Regions from separate parts of the Sus scrofa genome. Here region 1 is linked to region 2. Evidence: chromatin contacts called from public HiChIP or PLAC-seq data. All regions are on one chromosome and are shown on one strand. The core of a region is the stretch at or near the end of the contact, and the rest is flanking DNA. Distances in the headings are between cores, read along the strand shown.

What was found. HiChIP or PLAC-seq counts read pairs in DNA pulled down with a chosen protein or histone mark.
Region 1: an H3K27ac HiChIP or PLAC-seq map of skeletal muscle shows a contact between it and region 2. The contact joins the enhancer-like site here to the promoter of LOC110256380 in region 2. A contact is called at or near these places in 4 of 5 promoter capture datasets (fetal liver, fetal skeletal muscle and liver), 11 of 47 Hi-C or Micro-C datasets (embryonic fibroblasts, fetal heart ventricle, fetal skeletal muscle and 5 more) and 2 of 2 datasets of contacts at active chromatin or transcription factors (alveolar macrophages and skeletal muscle).

Annotation. Positions count from the first base shown.
Region 1 is chr1:269,567,337-269,574,349 of Sscrofa11.1, reverse strand. No RefSeq gene overlaps it. Among named protein-coding and RNA genes, the nearest start is that of IER5L, 120 kb to the right of the region's middle. Within about 2 kb of position 3,234, at least 29 of the 83 cell types and tissues checked have an H3K27ac peak or open chromatin away from gene starts, as enhancers often do. A contact at or near this core is called in alveolar macrophages, fetal liver, omental adipose tissue and 1 more, where this site is marked.
Region 2 is chr1:269,452,176-269,459,153 of Sscrofa11.1, reverse strand. It overlaps LOC110256380, which reads right to left and starts at 3,703. Exons shown (of 3, transcript XM_021070004.1): 1 at 3,227-3,703; 2 at 180-304. The coding sequence starts at 3,688. IER5L (immediate early response gene 5-like protein) reads left to right here and starts at 3,630. Exons shown (of 1, transcript XM_005674588.3): 1 at 3,630-5,234. The coding sequence starts at 3,844. The coding sequence ends at 5,055. It overlaps LOC106509274 (a long non-coding RNA gene), which reads left to right and starts at 6,949. Exons shown (of 3, transcript XR_001306654.2): 1 at 6,949-6,978.

The DNA of each region.
Region 1 (7,013 bases), core at 1,985-4,484, 120 kb before region 2:
GTATTATTAGCGTCTCCGTTTTGCAGGTGGGGAAACTGAGGTTCATGTGACTCGTAATTGGCAGAACTGGGACCAGAACCCGTCCCCCGTCCCCGTCCCCCCCCCCCTTTGGCTTCCTTTTCTCTGACACCACAGATGGCGTGCTGCGAAAAAAGAGAGAGGAGAGCGGGGAGAAGGGAATTAGGAGACGGAGCGAGATGGAGGGAGGCGGCAGCACCGTAATCAATTACTTGGGCTATAAATTTCTGCTGTTTTGCAAAGTGAGCACACAACCTCGGAGAGGCAGCGCTCCCTGGTCTGCTCGGGAAAAACCAAACAGCCAGGCCCACGGCAGATGCTCGGGTGGTGGGAGACGCAGAGGGAGAGGGGCGAGCTCCAGGGTGGGGTCAAGGGCAGTCAGTATGGCTGGGTGGGGGCGAGGCTGGATGGGGAGCAGCCCCACTCTCCCAGCGGAGCCAAGGAGGACGAGCTTGGGAGCTGCCCAGAGCCCCCTTGGGAAGGGACTCCACTTCCTCTTCTCTTCCCAGCAGCTTCCTCTCCCTTCACTGCTGCAGTGGGAGAATCAGTCCTGGGCGGCCAGGTGGTCACTGCCTTTGCAGCTGCTCCCAGGGGCTGCTGGGAAGGGGGCTCGTGAACTTCAACTTTGACTTCGTCTGTGACATGGGGATGGGGCACCATTCCTCTCTTCGTCGTCTGATGGACCAGCAAGATCTAGGGTATAAAAGGCCCAGCCTGGGGCCTGGCGCACATGTACTGCGAGTCGAGTTAATGTTGCTATAACATTATTCATATGAAGACAAGTGCAGGCTAAAGGTAGTTTGGAGACCAATTATAGTATTAAAGAGGTGGGGGCCGGGCCTCCCTTGGAGGCACAGTGCTGGGGAGGGCGGCCCCCAGTGGAAGGATCATGACCTTGGACCTGTGTCCATCTCCCAGCAGGTAGGGCTGGGTGAGGGCAGGTGGGGATGGGTGGGGGCAGGGATCGGGGTGCACCTTGCACTTAGGAAATGGGACCAGAGCGAGGTGGCCCAGGCCCAGACTCCTGACCTCCAGCTTCCTGGAGCCTGGCTACAGCCCACTTAGGGAATGAGCCCCAGGCCAGGGCCAGCTTCTCCCTCTGGAACCAGGTGCTCCAGGAAAATGGGATTCCAGCCCGACCCTCTCAGGGTGAAATGGCAAGACCACAGCATTTCAGGAGCCCCCCTACATGCTCATCTTCTCACAGTCCCAAGGAAGTTCTGCAGTGAACCATCCCCAGGCTCTGCTCTCAAGGAGCTTTGGGGGACCCCAAAAACTAGATACAGTGGGCACTGCACACTGGTCTCTGGACCCCAGACCCCGGCCAAAGGAATGGGAGGCCAGAGGCTGGAAGAGGGAAACCACAGGCTATAGACATCGTGAAATGAGGGAACGCCAGGTAGAGGGGCCCAAGGGCGGCGGGGGGGGGGGGGGGGCAAGGCCAAGATGGGCGGTAAATCTGGACCCCAGAGAAGATGCCTGGTGCTCCGGTGGGGACCAAGCACAGGGCTCGCAGCACACACTCTCCAGCCTCAGGGATGCCAGGCTGAAGGCAGTGGAGGTGCTCCCTCCTTTAAAGGAGACCTAAGATGGAGTCAGAGCAGCTCCCCCGGATGGAGGTAGTAAACAATGCTGTATTAGTCAGGATGGGCTCACGGATACAACCAACCCCCAACCCCCCAAAAAGCTTGCTTTCTTATTCACGTCACTACTGAGGGCTGGAGGAGGGGCGGGTGGGAGTCCTGCTCCACGCAGTAACTCAGGGGCCCAGCTTCCCTCATCTTGTAGTTCGTCATCTTCGAAGGCCTTTTCCTCCCCTGTGACAGTCTTGAGGAAGGGTGACGAGAGAGTGGGGAAGATGACATAGAAGGAATTTCATGCTCGTAAAAGGGGTGGGGGAGAGGCCAGCCCTCGGCTCACTTTCCATTAACCAGCGCTCTGGCATGTGGCCACGCCCCCACTGCAAGGGAGGCTGGGAAATGTAGTCCAGCTGTGTGCCCAAGAGGAAAATCATGAACCAGAGAGTCTGGCAAAGCATAGCGGTCCTTACCACAGAGGCCATTCTCTTTAGGTGGAGGAGCTGTTGCTCACAGAGCACCCTGTGTAGGGCCCAGCCCCTGCCTTGTGTGCCAGAGCTGGCTATTTGTCCTGTAAGTGCGGAGGCTGCTGGCCTGAAGGTTAGGACAGGCGTTGGAAACCTATTCCTAGTCCCTCCCGAAACTGTACATTAAAGTGTGTGTGTGTGTGTGTGTGTGTGTGTGTGTGAGAGAGAGAGAGAGAGAGAGAGAGAGAGCGAGAGAAAGGAATAGAGAGATATTTTGTGGTCTAAGAAGAACATCCAAAGCTTTCACCAGATTCTCAAAAATTTGCGCATAACAGTTTCAAAAGAAACGGACCATCACCTATGAAGGCAGCAGCTTAACTGCGAAGTTGACGGTACTTGGGACTTAGCAAGGCCTGGATACAGGGTACATTGGTCCTTACGGCCCCACTGCGCAGGAGGAGGTAGAGCCAAGGCTTCTGCAGCTACCATCTCTCCTCTCCCACTAAACACACCCCAGAGACCCCAGGGTCAAGACGGAGAAGGCCTCAATTGATTCTTGACAGTGGATGCACCCATTCCCGTCGGCTGCAATGGCCAAGGTGGCCACAGGCTCAGGGACGTCAGCCCTGGAGGCCAGCTGAGATGCGCAGGTAGAGAAACGGAGGTCGGAGGGGGACCATCCCGCGCAGGGTCGCACAGCGAGGGAGGACAGAGCCGGGACTGACCTTCAGATCCAGTCAGTCGGGTGTCTGGGCTTATAAGCAACAGAAGTGGACTCTGTTTGCCTTGATCCGAAAAAGGCTCCATCTCCAGACCGGGGGGGGGGGGGGTTCAGAATGTAAGGGAACACAGGGGATGCAGACGGGCCCCAGCGAGGATGCAGCCAGGCCCTCCTGGAGAGCAGGGGACACTCAGCGACCTCCCTTGGGGCTGGCCGTCAGGACGAGGACTGAGGGACCCAAGCTCAGGGAAGGCGGGCTGCTGACCCATCCCTTGGCACGGAAGCTCGGAGCATCTGGACCGGCAGCCCAGTCCCCGGATTGCACACACAGGGGGGAGTTCCCCATGAGGCAACTGGAGGACTTTCGCCAGAAAGAGACAGGGTGAGGGTGCCGGGCGGCCAAAACAGCAGATGTCCGCTCTGGCCTCCTGCTCCAGGGTTGTGCAATCGAAACAAAACAAGCACGAGGCTGGTTTCCTGCAGCCCAGAGCTGCAGCCTCACCAGGGAATCCGACCCAGAGGAGGCCCGGAAAACAGAGGCACAGGGCAGATGGGTGTTCCGGGCTCTGACACGTCCCCCAGGAGATGGGCAGCTTCCTGAGGGCAGTGGGCAGGCTGGCGGTTCCACACCAGGCTGGGCTCCCTGGGGGCTTGCCCAGGCTGGTTAAGGGAGCTTTTCACAACAAAGGATGCAAGGCTGGAGGAGGAACTGGGCTGGGGGTTGAGGATTCCAGCTGAAGTCATCGCAGGAGAGCAGGGAGCACTGCCCAGCTCTGGGGGCAGCTCATCTGAGAGCGATGCTCAAGCTGGAAGGAGCAAGAAACCACTGACAGAGAGGGGATGAGGTGCTGCGATGCTGGAGAGGCTACAGTCCCCAGTTCTCCAATCTAATCTCAGGGTCACTCTGCAGGCGCCCCATAGATGTGATTGCAGTCCATAATCGGTTGACTTTTGAGAGACATTGGCCTAGATTTTCGGGGAGGGCCTGATTCCATCATTGGAAAGGCTCTAAGTGCAAAGCAGAGGCCTCCTCGATGGGGAAGCTATTCCACCCACACACAGCGGCGTCAGCCCAGGGCCCAGAGGTCCAGCCTGCCCTTCAGAGTTCGGGCTTGTCTAGCCAGCTCCACCATTGCATAACCAATTCCTTGCAATAGATTCCTTCACATAGATCTCCTGCTGCTTCTGTTTTCCCTGGTTGAAGACTGAGTGAGGCAGATGGGGAGGGAGGCTGCAGGGGTGCTCCAGGAGGCTGCTGGCCTCGCTCTGGGTAGAGGTACCCACGTCCTTACAGATGAGAGCTAACTGGGTCACGTCCCTTAACACAGCCAGGGACCAAGGACAGCGCCCCTGGGTGTCAGTTCTCAGAAAGGTGAGCCTGGCATCCTGTCCTCCTGTCGCTTGTCATCCCCCCACTCCAGCCCCACCTGCCACCCCCTGAGCTGGGGGCTGCAGAGCTGCATTTTTGGGACTTTGGGAACCACAGGGGCAGGGAGGTTGCCCTAGCCTCTGGGACAAATAGGGAGACAGAGGCCCAGACTCACTCACCTGTCTGGGGGCGGGTCCTGAGCTCTTTGTATCCTTACCTCTCTCAAGGCTGTCCCTCCCAGCCCACCCCACGGGTGCCACTGGTGTGGACAGAAGCTGGCCACCTGCTCACCGTGGTGCCAGGGCTGTCCTGGCAGAAGGATTGCTGTTGAGGGTCTGCCCAGAGAGCAGAAACCAGCCCGGGTCCAGCTGATGGTGCTGAGGGGAGGGCAGGGCCCCAGTGGGGAAGAGGCCCCATCACTGTCAGCCTCTGTCCCCCAAGGCAGGGGTCTCTGGACACTTCAGGCCCCCAAGAGCTCTCCCCAACCTGTCAGTGGAGGCCACAGGTGGAGGGGTCCAAAACCGCCACCCCGCCTTCAAGGAGCCTCAGCCACATCATCAGAGCAGGTGCAGTGGGAACAAGACTCTTCCAAGCATCCTCTCCCCTTCAACAAGCAGGGGGCAGGGGAGAGGATAAAGACAAGGGGAGACCCCAACTTGAACCTCCAGTCTGCTCCCACAAGCTGGGGGGCCTGCAGACACTGGGGGCGTGCCTGTGGGTGGGCGGGGCTTTCCCTCCAATTTATCCAGGAAACAGGAAGACAGAGCCCCCTCTGCCAGGCTCAGCCCCGGGCACCATTGGTTGTTAACGCCTTTCATCCTCACGCCCATCTCACAGAGGGGGAGACTGAGGCTCAGGGAGGTTAACTTCCTCCCCCAGGCCCACAGCTGGCACATGGCAGGCAGGCCCTGTCGCCCTGGGGTCCAGCCCTGTCTCATTGATGGCAAGGTCTGACCCATCGCTCCTTCTTCTCAGGCCTCCATGGGACCTCACACAGGAGGCCTGCCTTCCCCTGGGGCATCATCTCTTGGGCCCTGTATCAAGAGCGCTCCCTTGGAGTTCCCGTCATGGCTCAGCAGTAACAAACCTGACGAGTATCCATGAGGACACAGGTTTGATCCCTGGCCTCACTCAGTGGGTTAAGAATCTGGCTTGCCATGAGCTGTGGTGTAGGCCGGCAGCTGCAGCTCCAATTCAACCCCTGGCCCAGGAACTTCCATAAGCCACAGGTGCGGCCCTAAAAAGCAAAAAACAAAAACCAAAACAAAACAAAAAAAGAGAGCTCTGGCTGTCTTTTCTTACAGCACAGGTCACAGCCCTAGCCCGATCCATCTCTCTCTCTCTCTATCTCTTTCATCGTGCTGTTTGTTTGGTCTTTGGGGCTCCCACCCCCCATTATCAAAGCAATAAACACTCACGATGGAATGTTTGGAGACCTCACACTGTGGTGTAATTGATCTGTTCCCACACTGCCCGGATCCCCCCAGAGCCCAGCCACACTCAGTAGCTGCTTGGGGGGGCCCAGCCCAGAGCTGGGGTGGGGAGTGGCCCTGCCGCCCCGCCCACCACAGGCTTTGCAAATTTTCAGTCGGTTTGTGAACACAGCCCTGGGTGACATCATCACAGCTGTCATTTAGGGGCCTCTGCTGTGTGCCAGTGCCAGGCCGGGCGCCTACCTCCCCTTGTCCTGCCAGGCCTCTGAGATGTGCTGTTGTCACCACCCCCACTTCTCAGGTTAGGAAACTGAGGCTCAGGGACACAATTTAGCCAAGGTGTTCTGTCTGTCTGGTTTCAGCACCGGTGCTCATCCGCAGCCCCGCCACTCGTGGAAAGGCACGTCCAGGGCCGGTTGTGACTTAGCACCTGCTTCGTGCAGATGCATTCTGCCCAAACCCTCACAATTGCTAAGAGGAAAAAAGAGGCTGCCTTGAGCAATGGTCACTCACTACATAAAACGGAGACAGGCGATGGCCACCCCGAGATTAATGCCCCTGGCAGGCCCTGAGGCTGACCGGTGTTTTTACCTTAACTGTGATTCCCAGAGAGTCCCATAAACCCCGATTTGCTGAAAGCAAAGGAAGTGGGGATTAACTGAGTCTGGGTGGTTTCCATGGAGCCTGGATTGTACCAAACAACAGTTAGCTTCTCCAGGGGTGGGGGTGGGGGGGTGCAAGGACCACAGGTTGGGGAGGGAGCCCCCAGCGCCCCAAGGAGGAAGCTGGGAGATCACTCCCACCACAGCACATCAAAGTCTGGTCCATGCCATCAGCAGGTGACACAGGGGCCACTGGGCACTGGCCATACTTTCTGAGCCCTTCCCCTGGCTGGGAGAACCTGGTTTCCATCAGCACACTGAGGTTCCCTGCCCTCCCCAGGCCTGGCTGCAGCAGCTCTGCCCAGCGCAGAGACAGAATTTCACTGTCAGGCAAGGGAGTCCTCCAGGTCTCCAATGCACTCATTTATTCATTTACTCCTTCATTCATTCATTCCGTGCATTCATCACAAAGCCTTCAGTCGTTAGATCCTTTCTCCTCAGTGCCTAAAGGGTTGGGAGCAGTCGTTCCATGCCTCAAATCCTACCCACGATCACTGAGCCTTCTTACCCCCAATTCATTGGGTGCTGGGCTGCTGGTGTGATGACTGCACGCCCACGTAACACCTTCTCTGGGCATCAGAATCAATTAGACAGAGTCTTCAGTAACGACGGCAAGAGCTGACACCCACAGAGCTCTTCCCATGGGCTCAGAACATCACACATTAGCCCACTTACAATGGCCGGAGACACAGGTGCTGTGCTGTCTTCGTCTTCTTTTTTTTTTTTTTTTTGCTCCTTAGGGCCACACCCGCGTCATATGGAAGTT
Region 2 (6,978 bases), core at 2,454-4,953:
CGGATCGAGCGATTTCTTCCACAAGTATTTATTCAGTGCCTACAGCCACCAGGTCTGGAGTGCTAAAAGGCCCCTCCCCCTCCTTGGTCTCCTGGCAGCTTTGGGGGCCCCTCCCCCAACTCCTCCACCCCGCCCCCACCCCCCTACCCCACTCCTCACGCTTCTGATGGCAGACTTACAGCTCGGTATCATCCTGTCTGCTTATCTGTCTGCTTCCCTCTGAATCGTGGCCTCCTGAGGGCAGGATCACATCTTGTCCCCGATCCATTTGCAGCGATTCCAGAGCAGGGTTCTGGACATATCTCTGGGGTGAATAAACAAAGGAATGAATACATAAGTTTGAAATTTCTCTCCCCCTCCATGCCCTCAACACAAGACCCTCAAAGAAGCTTTTAGCCTCGGCATCCTCTTCCCCAAACCAGTCCCTGGAAGCCGACCAGGCAAGTCCCACTGCAGACCAGGAACCTTCCTAGCATACCTCCCACCACTGAGCTGGGTGACCAAAAGGTGCCACCAGCGTGCGTAGCCTCTTCAAGGTGTTCACGACTCCAAGGTGAGGCTGACACCACCTAGAAATTGACAGGAGCCCAGGTCCTGATAGGTTCTGTGCCCTGCTCCACACTGTCCCCGCAGACACTCAGTAAATATTTAGGCATTAATTAACTTCCTCCAGGGAGCAGTGACTCAGGGCCAGATGTAATCTCCCAGCTCCTGGGGGAAAGGTGAGCGCGCCAGCCTTTCTCAAGTGCCCAGACCCATGAGGCCAGCCCTTCACCCAAGAAGCCTTGTCTCACTCAGACCTGCCCCCCTGCACACGCGTGCACACGCCTACTCTTACACACATGTATGCATTCGACGCCCTGAACAGCCTATAGTACCTGCTCTGAGCCACCGAACATCCGAACAGAAGCCTTGTGTGTGACCGCCCATTCTAGAAATGTTTGTGAATTCCTACTGTGTGTGCCTGCAACCTTCACTGCTCTCAGGGCACCACGCAGCTCAGCTGTTCCATTGCCTCCTTTAGCAAGTGTTTTCTTACAACAGCTGCAACTCCCCCCCACCCCAGGCCACCCCAAAAAAGATCAAGGGTTTTTATTAAGCTAGACAACTGCTGAGCGCGGCCCCCCCGCCTCGACCCCTCCCCAGTCTACCTTTCAGATCTTAAGAAAGGAGACCAAGTGAGCACAGGCCCCTGAGAGAAGGACCCAACGAGTGGGGCCATGCAGACAGGGCTGACCATGGCGGGGAGAGGAAAGTGCTGATTGCAGAGAACCTCAAGTGAGCTCCAGTCCCAGAAACAGACTTAGGTTCAAATCCTGCCTTCACCAGCTCTTGGCTGAGTGACCTTGAGCAAGACACATAGACTCAAAGTCTTAGTCCCTCCCCCCCAATCAATTCGGAGCAAGGACAGAATGAAGGTCCAAAATCAGCAGGAATAATACATTCTCAGAGTTCCCACTGTGGTGCAGGGGTTAAGAATCCAACTAGTATCCATGAGGATGCAGATTCGATTCCTGGCCTTGCTCAGCAAGTTAAGGATCAGACGTTGCCACAAGCTGCGATGGTAGGGGTCGCAGATTCAGCTTGGATCTGGTGTGGCTGTGGCGTAGGCTGGCAGCTGCGGCTCCGCAATTTGACCCCTAGCATGGGAACTTCCATATGCCTTAGGTGCAGACATTAAAAAAAAAAATTCTCAGGGAGTTCCCTGGTGGTGCAGCAGGTTAAGGATCTGGTATTGTCGTCACTGCTGTGGCTCTGATTGCTCCTGTGGCACGGGTTTGATGCCTGGCCCGGAAACTTCCACACGCTTCTGGTGTGGCTAAAAATAAATTAATTAAAAACATGACAGCCAAAAATTTTAAAAGACAGGCCCTAGGGAAGCTAGGAGCAGTATATTTTTATTCTTACAGGTATTATCACATAAACAACCTCCACTCTTGCAGATTCCTATCATCAGATCACCAATAGAATGGAAGTAAGACACCCTTTCTCACAGTTTCTCTAAAATGTCAATCCTGGCTCCTCTGGGTTGGGGGGTGGGGGGAGCAGAAGAGGTGTTTCTGATCCCAGAAGCTCAGACCGGTTCGAGATTGGTCATGGATGGCCTGGAAAGACCAGAGCACTGGATTGGAGCTGTGGGACCTTAGGCAAGTCCCTTCAGCTCTCAGTGCCCCAAGTTTTGTCTAAAAAATGGGGTAAGTGCTCCTTAAATCTGTTTTTACCCTGGATGCCTGGCACTGAGTAGATGCTGAAAAGCTGAGGAAACGGAGAAACCTGGGGAATTCTTAAGACTGAAGGGAGAGCCAGAGAGTGCAGGATGGGCTGGCTGGGTCCCTTCACAGCCACCAAGGGATGAGCATGCTGAGAAGAGCAGACCCAAGGAGAGGGCGAAACAACAAGAAGTTTGCTCCTGGGACCTCCTCCCATCCCTTGTGGAGTTCCCTTGTGGTGCAGTGGGTTAAGGACCTGGCATTGTCACTACAGCAGCTCAGGTCGCTGTGGTGTGCAGGTTTGATCCCTGCCCCAGGAACTTCCATAGGCCTCAAGCTCTGCCAAAAAAAAAAAAAAAAAGGCAAAACATTGTCAACAAAAGATAAGCAGGTGAGTTTCTCAGCCCATGGTATCAGCCTCCTGTCTGGAGTTCACAGTCCTGGCCCGAATCTGAGCTCCGCCCTTTAGGAGCTGTGTGATTTCCCACGAGTCAACCCCACTGCTCTGAGACTGTCCCTGCTCTGCAAGCAGTCCCCAGAAAGGATTCAGGGCGTTTGTGGCAGGGGCCTGCCCATTCTAGGCACATAATAGTCCCTATTGTCATTCTTATTGGTTAGAGAGGAAAGGAAAGGTTACAGAACTGGTGATTAGGACAGCGGATGCCGGCTCTCAGAACTCGTTTAGACCTCAGCTGTTTGAGGCCCAAGACTCTCAAGACTCCTCCACCAGCGGAGACCAAAATTTACCAGGTTTTGGCTTCTCCCATCAGACAAAGGGGGTGGGAGGCCGTTCCCCAAGTATTCCCTGGGGCTTCTCCGTCAAAAAGTCAAGGCATCAGGCCCAACATTCTCCGCGGCTTTGGGTACCTTGAAATCTCTTTCCCCCCAGAGGGTCCTCAAAGGTCAAGCCGGCAGCCCCACTAGTCTCTTGCAAAGGCCTTGGGTCCCACGGGTCACTCAGGGGCAGCAGGTGAGATAGGAGGTGCCGCGTGGCCGGGAGTGGGAGCCGTGCGCACCTGCCGCAGGTGAGGCCCAGCCGTGCGGAAGGGGGAGGAGTCGTCGCCGCAGCACGCAGGTGAGCCGACCCCCGGCTCCCAGGAACTAGGCCGAGGGCGGCTGCGGGTTCCAACGTGGCGGGTGCGAGGCGACCCACGTCGCAGACAGCGGCCCCAGCGGCTCCGAGTCCCGCGCTGCGCGGCGGCTCCAGGAGAACATTCGAGGCAGCGACGGCGTTGGAGGCCCGGGGTCCGTTCGGTATTTGAATAGCACAAAGGAACCGCCTTGGTCTGATTGGCCAGCCGAGTGGCCCCGGGGCGGGCAGCGTCTGTCACTCGGGAGGTTCTGGGCACTGTTATTGGTTCACCAGGTGTGGGGCGGGGCCCGGACGCCCAGCTAAATAGCTGGGGCCGGGGCCGGCCGAGGCTCATTGCTTTGGCGCCGTCTGGGGAGCACGAACCTGCGGGTGGCGCGCAGCGCATGGTGGCGGCTCCTCTCAGAGCGCAGCCGACCCGCTGACCCGGGCTCCGTTTCCCGTGCCCGGCGCGTCCCGGAGGCCGGCTGGAGGCCGAAACAGCAGCAGCATTAGCAGCAGCAGCGGCCGCGGCTGCTCTGCCGCCGCCGTCTCCGCGGGAGCATGGAGTGCGCCCTGGACGCCCAGAGCCTGATCAGCATCTCCCTGCGCAAGATCCACAGCTCCCGGACCCAGCGCGGCGGCATCAAGCTGCACAAGAACCTCCTGGTGTCCTACGTGCTCCGCAACGCGCGCCAGCTCTACCTGAGCGAGCGCTACGCCGAGCTCTACCGGCGCCAGCAGCAGCAACAGCAGCAACAGCAGCAGCCGCCCCACCACCAGCACCAGCACCTCGCGTACGCGGCGCCGGGCATGCCGGCCAGCGCGGCCGACTTCGGCCCGCTCCAACTTGGCGGCGGCGGGGACGCGGAGGCGCGCGAACCGGCCGCCCGGCATCAGCTGCACCAGCTCCACCAGCTCCACCAGCTGCACCTCCAGCAGCAGCTGCACCAGCACCAGCACCCGGCGCCCAGGGGCTGCGCGGCGGCGGCCGGGGCGCCCGCGGGCGGCGCGGGGGCGCTCTCGGAGCTGCCCGGGTGCGCCGCGCTCCAGCCGCCGCACGGCGCGCCCCACCGCGGGCAGCCCTTGGAGCCGCTGCAGCCGGGTCCTGCGCCGCTGCCGCCGCCCGCGCCCGCCGCGCTCTGCCCGCGGGACCCTCGCGCCTCGGCAGCCTGCTCCGCGCCCTCCGCGCCCCCAGGGGCCGCCCCTCAGGCCGCTGCCGCCGCCTCCCCGCCCGCCTCCCCGGCCCCCGCCTCCTCCCCCGGCTTCTACCGGGGCGCGTACCCGGCCCCCTCGGACTTCGGCGTGCACTGCAGCAGCCAGACCACTGTGCTGGACCTGGACACTCACGTGGTGACCACGGTGGAGAACGGTTACTTGCACCAGGACTGCTGCGCCTCCGCCCACTGCCCCTGCTGTGGCCAGGGCGCCCCGGGACCTGGCCTGGCGTCCGCTGCCGGCTGCAAGCGCAAGTATTACCCTGGCCAGGAGGAGGAGGACGACGACGACGATGCAGGCGACCTGGGGGCCGAGCCCCCCGGGGGCGCCACGTTTGCCCCCTGCAAGCGCGCCCGCTTCGAGGACTTCTGCCCGGACTCGTCCCCGGACGCGTCCAACATCTCAAACTTGATCTCCATCTTTGGCTCGGGCTTCTCGGGGCTGGTGAGCCGACAGCCGGACTCCTCCGAGCAGCCGCCGCCGCTCAACGGGCAGCTGTGCGCCAAGCAGGCGCTCGCCAGCCTCGGCGCCTGGACTCGAGCCATTGTCGCCTTCTAGGGACCCCCGAGGGCACGGGGACCCGGGGACCCGCGGGGCTGGGGCCAGACAAAGACTCGGCCAAGGGGCGAGAGGAGGGAACGAACAGGCGCCCGGCCACTCGGGGCTGAGCTGGGGGCAAGCAGAAGGAAACGGCTGATGTTTTATAAATTGTAAAATAAAAAAAAAGAAATCTAAGATCTTGGACTTTATTTTTGCAGAGAGAAAAAGCGCCTATTTAAGTATGCTTTGTGTTTCTCCTACTCTTTTCTTCTTTTTATTGTAGTGATTGCAGTGGTGTTTAGCGAGGAGCCAGCCACGTGAGGAAGGGCTGCTGCCCGGAGGAGGTGCCGGGCAGTCGGGGGCGAGGCAGGGCGCCCGGACCGCCAGGGCGCGCCGGGGGCGCAGCGCAGGAGGGCGCGGGGCCCGGGACGCCGATTCCAATCAGTTGTCAGACCCAGGAAGCCCGGCGCTCTGTTTTTCCCGAGTCCCTCCGAGGGGTGAGGAATGAGTCTTGTGAAATCCTGAGCAAAAACAAAGGCAAATTCTATCTCCGAAAGGGACGTTTGGGTCACATTTCCTCTCTGGGGGCGGCCTCCAAAGTTCTCAAAATGAGAAGGCAGAAATGAAAACACTTCAACTTTTTTTTTTTTTTTTTCTTTTCTTCCTGGGGCGGGTGTCTTGAACCCCTCCTCTCTCCGCCCCTCTGGTTCTGTTCTCCTCCCCTCCTCCACCCTCCTTCCAGACTCGGGGGTGGCGCCGGACACCCCGACACGATCGGACACTGTTTGGGGAAGGGGTGGGGGGCGGGCACGGCCGACTACATTTCCCATCATGCCCAGCACTGCGGTCCTCACTAAACAAAAAAGGAAGTCGATTTCTTCACCTGGATCCCCGGCGGCCCCGAGGGAGGGAGGGGCTGGGACCGCCGACTGTGTTGGAGACTTTTCACTAAGTTCCTGGTCTGATGTAGTGTTTGTGTGTGTGCTTCTAAGTTGCTCTGTCCTGGTTCAGCCTTCGGTTGCGTTTCATGAAACCAGCATTGTTCGAGCCTGTTGAGAACCCAGTCCTGTGTCGTCAGCTGGATAGATTTTGTTTAATTTAAAGCCTTTTGTTGTAGAAAGGTGGGGTTCTTCTGCAACCCCTCTGGTTCTCTGCCATCAGCACCATGTGGACTCCAAAACAAGTTGCCAATCCTTCCTTTCTTGGCCCTTCTCCCTCATTCGTATTTTTGTGCATATTGAATTGTATATCACCGGGTAAAACTGTTCAGATTATTTGTTTAAATTTATAATCTTAATAAAAAGTCGATTATGGAGGATGGTGGTGCCTTGTCTTCAGGTCGGCCCGGAAGTGGAGGGAGGTGGGGAGAGACCCCTACCCTCTTGCAAACCCCAGCTCTCCAGGACTTTGGAGGGTAGGATCTGCCCACGCCCGCAGGGCTGAGGCTGGGAGCGGGATGCGGGCGGGGGGGAGGTGCCGGTTGATGGGGATGAAGCTGATGCTGCGCGCTCCCCGGGGCCCTCTCTCCCCAGAGGGGCCTGCCCCCCCCCCGCCCCCAAGGGAACCAGCCGCCCCCGAGGTCTCCAGCAGGAAGCCGAGCCAGCCTCCAGCACATTTCCTGCCCAGCCAGGGGCGCTAGGCCTGGTCCGCCTCAAGTCTGAGCTCTCCTCGGCTGAGCAGAGCAGCCGGGGGGCTTCTGGGCCACCCACACTCCCCGCCCCGCGCCTCCGCCCGCACGTCCGCACGTCTCGGGCTGCAACTTGGGGAAGTTTTTTCCTTTTCCTTTTTTTTTTTTTTTTTTTAAGTTGAGTTTGTTATCACTGCTCGGTGCCACTTGGTGGTGTGCTGGCGGCGTCTCCCTCCCTCCTCGCGCCCCTCCCCTCTTCCTCTCCCCTCCCTCCCGCCTCTCTTCCCTCCCCAGTGGACGGAGGCAGGAAGGCT